2 separate regions of the Mus musculus genome follow, and region 1 is linked to region 2. The links are chromatin contacts, called in public HiChIP or PLAC-seq maps. All regions are on one chromosome and are shown on one strand. The core of a region is the stretch at or near the end of the contact, and the rest is flanking DNA. Distances in the headings are between cores, read along the strand shown. Region 1 has its middle 8.6 kb from the start of Gm41331. Region 2 overlaps Nsmce2 (NSE2/MMS21 homolog, SMC5-SMC6 complex SUMO ligase).

The links. HiChIP or PLAC-seq counts read pairs in DNA pulled down with a chosen protein or histone mark.
Region 1: an H3K27ac HiChIP or PLAC-seq map of thymic regulatory T cells shows a contact between it and region 2, with 3 times the contacts expected there. The contact joins two enhancer-like sites. A contact is called at or near these places in 2 of 115 datasets of contacts at active chromatin or transcription factors (pancreatic cancer cells and thymic regulatory T cells).

Annotation. Positions count from the first base shown.
Region 1 is chr15:60,131,646-60,134,893 of GRCm38.p6, forward strand. No RefSeq gene overlaps it. Among named protein-coding and RNA genes, the nearest start is that of Gm41331, 8.6 kb to the right of the region's middle. Within about 2 kb of position 1,271, at least 27 of the 459 cell types and tissues checked have an H3K27ac peak or open chromatin away from gene starts, as enhancers often do. A contact at or near this core is called in thymic regulatory T cells, where this site is marked.
Region 2 is chr15:59,519,063-59,522,085 of GRCm38.p6, forward strand. All of the region lies in intron 4 of Nsmce2 (NSE2/MMS21 homolog, SMC5-SMC6 complex SUMO ligase), which reads left to right. Among named protein-coding and RNA genes, the nearest start is that of Gm36677, 98 kb to the right of the region's middle. Within about 2 kb of position 1,374, at least 86 of the 459 cell types and tissues checked have an H3K27ac peak or open chromatin away from gene starts, as enhancers often do. A contact at or near this core is called in thymic regulatory T cells, where this site is marked.

The sequences.
Region 1 (3,248 bases), core at 21-2,520, 610 kb after region 2:
ACCATTATGGTTTCTACAGTTTCTGAAAAAGTTATTTATTTTAGTGTTCGTGGTTTTGCATATCCATCTCCCCTCTTTTGATGTCTTTAAATTTTTTCTTAATTGCTACATGTTTCAGGTATGGGTAGGAATATTGCAAAGTTATTCCCTTAGTCATAGTAATGGTGGAGATTTATACATTCTTGTGGGTTAATTGACCATTCAATATTAATATAATGTATTTTAAGGGCATTTTGTTTTATGTCATAAAGCATATCTCTAGATCTTTTTGGAGTAGACTAAACCTTTTAATTGAAGCCACCAAGATGCCCACAATAAATGTGATAATGGACACATTTTTCATTGTCTCTTAATTCTATATATTTATTGTACTTATCTTCATTCATGTACCGTGTGTGTGTATGCGTGTGTGTGTGTGTGTGTTGTGTGTGCGTGCGCGGTGTATAATGGGCACTTTAAAACTTTCCCTTTTAAATGGACTTGAAAAAAACTGTAGCTCATCTAAGTTTTCTTATGCTTTAAAATAGTGATAGGTTTTTTAGGACTCTTTCTATTTTCTAAAAAGAGTGTTTTTATTTTAACCATCAAACCATCTATTGTGAGAAACAGGGATCTAGGCTGCTTCCTGGCCTCAGTTTATGCTAGTGGATATCTGCGAGCATGGGTTTGTCTACAAGTACAAGTATCCTCAATTTCTTCCTGTTGGAATATACTGGTGGGTTAATTAGTGTAAAAGGCATGTAGGGACCACTCCAATTCTGTCTTCCAGATGTCTTACTCAGTATTTCTAGGATGAACGATGATGCATTAGTAAATTCACTTCTGTTCCAAGAACGCTTCCTGTACACGTGCAGTGTGTAGCACCAAACTTCACTGTAACACTCATGCTTTAACACTAACACCACGTTAGTACATCTTAAAGTCTCCAACTTGTGTAGACACGAAGGACATCTTGGAGAAAGAACTACTCAAGAGTCTACTGAACTCTATTCTGATCTGTTAATATCAAATGAGTAGAAAATTGAGGTGGCTCTGGCATCTGGGATTGTGTGGGTTAGGGGTCCTGCAGATCTGAGCTAGCTTAAGAGACAGTGGAAACAGGGTCTTGGTATGGGGGCCAAGGCAGATGCTTTGCAAGATTGACCACTTTTCTGAAGAAAATTGAAGGGTATGATCAAATATGGAAAAATTTCCTTTCAGAACGTGTGAAGTACACAGCTCTGAGGAGGTACTTTTTGTGGTTTGGAGATAAGCTGTAAACATGGGAGGGGTGCTTGAAGCTTTCAGCTTGTCTTTCTTTTTCGCAGAAATGTTTTTAGCCCTTTATGCCATTGTACTCTGTGGAAAAAAAAATCCACCAGAAGCCAGCCTTTCTCTGCACAGCTATAGGAAAAAGATGCCCAGATGAGGCTGGGCCATTTGATTGACCGACACTACTTAATTCCCTAAAGCCTGAGAGGGGACCCTGCAGGTTTTGTCACCTCAAAGGCAACTTCAGAGCAGAGTAAAAGAAAGGGGATCTTGCAATCTCTGTAAATGAGTAGATACAACCCAAAGAATGTACGGAGAAACAGTGTGCAGATGTGAGAAAATAATTTCTGAATTATTGGTGCAAAAGGGTCCTGACTGTCCATGACTGCAGAATTTTTACTACTCTAGCTAGGTACTACTAGGAAGGAGGGTAGTTTAATTACTTTTTAAAATCAGATTTCCTGCCTCTTTTTGCTCTCTCAATCTCTCTCTCTCTCTTTGGTTTTTCAAGACAGAGTTTCTCTGTATAGCTGTGGCTGTCCTGGAACTCACTTTAGACCAGCCTGGCCTCGAACTCAGAAATCTGCCTGCCTCTGCCTCCCAAGTGCTGGAATTAAAGTGTGCCACCACTGCCCAGCTTCCTTTACTCTCTTAAAATAACAGATACCCATAATTATTCTACTAAAGATAAATGACAGTCTACTTAAACCTGGAAGTTTATAAAGCCACAAAGAGACAAAAATTCCTAGCATTCCTAAAACTAAATGTAATTTTATCATATAGATCTCACATAATTAGCAGAAAAAAAAAATCTAATCCATCAGAGACCTATTTCTTTATAAACGATAGCAATGAATTAGTAGAAAATTGTAAAAATATATAACCTATAAATATTTTACTTATTAGACTCACTACACACATTTTTCTGCTATGAAGATTTCTGTAGAGCTACTCTATACTTTGGAACTGTAACCTCCCCCAGCCTGAAACAGGCTGGTTCAGACTCCGTTGCCACTGAGAATTAGACTATTCCTGACTAGATGGCTCTATTGTTCAGTCACTGCCACTGCTCTCCTTCAGGACTTTGCTACCTGCTGAAGAGGCCCCTGAGATATTCCGGAGACTCCACCCTATCCTGTACGTTGTCACCTGCAGCCGGTTCCAGGCACAAGTATGGATTGGCAGGAATGGGCCTCCCCACCCCCACACCTTTATAAGCACAGATTGCTATTAAACATTTGAGCCTTGATCAGGAACCTTGACTTGGCATCCATTATTTCTCTCGACTGCCTAGTTTCTGTCTTTCAGCCCCCACCTGCCACCCAGGTGTACCCAGTCCATGTGAGCCGCGGGCTGACTCACAACAGGAGCTAAACTCTTAAATCAAAACCTAAAATCTATAGATGTGCTTTAGCCTGGACAGGTATAGTATCATTCTCCTAGAGCTAGAATTCTGAAAGATTATGATATAAAACCTATTAAGCAATGCTTATTTACACCTTTCTCCACCTCTCTGTATCTGTGTACTGTTTATTCTGTCTGTCTGTCATATATTTTTGGATATGCATGTTTTCTCTCTCTTCATAATTATCTCTGACCTATCAATTTTTCTTTACACATCTATATTTCTTTCTATATCATCATCATTTATCTTCATCTTGGATAACATTACTTCCCTGATTTGAAATTGTATACTTACACACTATTCTTTTAGGTTTTTTTTTCCTATTAATTTAACTGAAGCCATGGTAGCTTCTTACACGTATGGAGTGTGTGCTGGCCAGCAAGGGCCTCCAGCAATCCTCTACTATGTGTGGAATGTGGGAAAACTTGGCTTGGCTCTGGGTGTTGAATGGTCTCTTTCAGCAGACTTTTAAGTAAATAGTAGAAGTCACACTGAAAACTGAATCTGTTTACTTTTTAGGTTTCTTCTTTATTTGTTGGTGTAAATCTTTGGGGTACTGTGTTGATTGTCAAAAATTCCTTTCAATACACTT
Region 2 (3,023 bases), core at 124-2,623:
GGCAAAGCTTTATTGCTTACATCTTCAGGAGCCAGAGTGCAAGAAGCAAGAGAGAGCGAGAAGCAAGAGAGCAAGAAGCAAGAGAGAGAGAAAAGCAAGAGAGAGAGAAAACGAAACCCCGTCCCTCTTAAGGAGCATTCTCCTTCGCCCCGGACGTGTCACTCCCTGATTGGCTGCAGCCCATCGGCCGAGTTGACGTCACGGGGAAGGCAGAGCACAAGTAGTCATAAGATACCCTTGGCACATGCGCAGATTATTTGTTTACCACTTAGAACACAGCTGTCGGCGCCATCTTGTAACGGCGAATGTGGGGGCGGCTCCCAACATCGGGGAAGGGACAGAGATTCAGCCACATCTCCATCCTAGTGTAGATATTCAAGGGGAGAGTGCTCATCTTCCAGTGAAGATGTGACATCATTTCAACTCACAGACCAGCTACTCACTTACCGCAGTCGCCTTTGATATTCTGAGGGGACTTTAGCACTTCATGCAGCAACCATAAGCAGTCATGGGAGTTGCCATAAATGTGTGTGCATGTGTATGTTTTTGTTTGTATATATGTAAATGCATATAAGAAGACTGTGCAGAGGAGTAGACAGAAAATCGGCTTTCGAGTAAACTCTTGGCTGAAATTCCTCCCAAGAAGGAATGAGTGACACTGGGCAGGAACTTCAGCTTCCAGCAGCCTGGGAAGGGTTAGATCTTGATATATCACAGCTACCCTGCGTGGAGTTTGACAAGTCCCTGCTTCATAGACAAAGAGTAATCATGCTGAAATGGCCATTGACTTTTCTGTTGAATGGCAGGCCCTGGTAAATTCAACTCTTGAAGTGTTACAGCCTATTAAAGAAGCTAGTGAGCATTTCAGTCCTGAGCCATGAAGGTACTGGTCCCACCCCTTACTCATGGACAGATATGGGAAGGTGATTCAGTAGGTCAGCTGTCAGTGTGTGCCTTCCAAAACATTATAGTCATGTTACAGTAAACTTTTTATATTTGTTGCGTCACAAAGATTTATTGAAGTGATAAAAGTTATTATGGAAAACAGTGTGCAGTAACTATGGCAACAGTTATTTGATCTCACAGTAATTAGCTGAGCATTTGGTTGCCCAATACTTTTCACAATGCCTTCCTGGTTAGTTCATTAAACAAAATTAGCTTTTGTTTGAACTGTCTTCCTACAGCGTCCTAAATTTGATTTTAGTTCAAAAGAATTAGAAAGTGTATTTTAAAACTACCTTTCCAACTTTTGGGTTGTAGCCATTATTTGAAGTCATAACTTTTTAATTTAATCCTCTATTTATGTACTACAGTGTGCTATGATTCATTGGTTCATCCTCTGAGTTTCAGTGTAGCAGAGTATCCTGAGAGATGAACAGTGTGGTTGAATGATCCTGTGGTAGCCCATGCCTGGATGCCAGCTTGTGTCCTTCCTATGTCTCCACTCAATTCTTGTGATACTGTGTTACTGTACCATGGGTGTCCCATGATCACATGAATTACTTTGTTAACAGTCTGTGTCTCCCCCTGGCACCTGGAGCTGGGCACTGCCTAGCTTTGCTGAGATTCGCTCACCTTGCTGCTCTTGCCGTGCTCCTAGGGACACAGGCTGTGCTCCTTCCTCTTTCTGCATGCAGGTGAGTCATGCAGATAGTGATGTCATCCTTGGAGGACTTCCTCTTGAGACGGGGGCCCTCAGACTTTCTGCCTTTCCTGTCCTCTGTCGCTCCACTTGCAGAGGTGAAGAGGGGCACACCCAAAGAAAATGTCGTGCATTCAAGATTTCAAATCAAAACTCATGAAATATGAAATGGAAAGAGGAGGATGTTCGGATGTTCCAGAATGAGTTAGTGTGACTTTTTTTTCTAATTCAGCAACTGGGGTTAGAAAGGTTGCTCCCCAGTTTAAGGGCACTTGCTGTCTTCCAGAGGACCTGAGTTGGGTTCCCAGCACACAGGTTGGACAGGCCACAGCTGCCAGTGACTCCAGCTCCAAGGGAATCCAACATCCCCGGCCTCATGCCTACACTTCAAAAGAGTAAAAATAAAACTTTAAGTTCAGTAAATGTTCCTTGTATTTCATTTTAATCCTTGTCAGCTCAGTTCCGTGATACACACACACACAACTAGCTTTTAAAAACTTTCCAAGTTTTTTATGATTTTTTTTTCCTCATTTAACTTCCAATTGCCTGCCAATTTTCAGTTGAGGAAAGTTTTTCTTACATAAAAACAGAGCCTTTCCAGTTCTGAGATTAAGACTATTGGTTTCTGTTTAGGATGACTCTATCTTAGGTCTCCATCCATAACCATTGGCAGAACTCTGTTAAGAGCTTACTTGTCCCTGTTCTTGCTGTTGAAGATTTTTAGGACGATTTGTCCAAAATGAAAGCAGTATTAATTCCCGTAGGTAGCCTCGGTGCCTGGCTCATCTTTTCTGCTGTCTTCCCCATCACTGTCTATATTCTGGATGCTTTGAGCATCATAACTGGTGTCAAGGACCCACATGCATTTCCCTCCCACACGCTCTTTCTCTCCCTAGAGTAACATCGTTTGGAAATTTGAACATCCTTTGATACAACCTTTACTGGATGGAACTTCTGTGAAATTTCTCTTGCTTTCCCTCGTATTATCACCTGCTCCCCCGTCATGCCCCGGCTGTCCTGTGCCTGATTCTTGGCCACGATTATCACCATATTACAGTTAAAGGTTAAAACACTGTTGCCTGTGGGCTGTGAACTCCAGGAAAGAGATACTACTCTCTGCTTCTCCCGAGTCGTCCATAGGCTGTGACCAGGTTATAGCCAAGCAGATCAGTGGGCTAGCCTCACCTCACGACCTCCTGACCCTCTGAATCCTAGTCATTTCTATTGTTCATTTTACTGTCCAAGATCTGCCACGGTAGGTGTTCACCCTCCTGGCTCTTCCAGTTTTGCATTCCTTTCCTGGGCCTCCAAAATGTTCTGTACATGGACCTCCAGTGCTCTCAGGAAGGAGGGAAGACAGGAGCTGTTATTTATTGGTTCT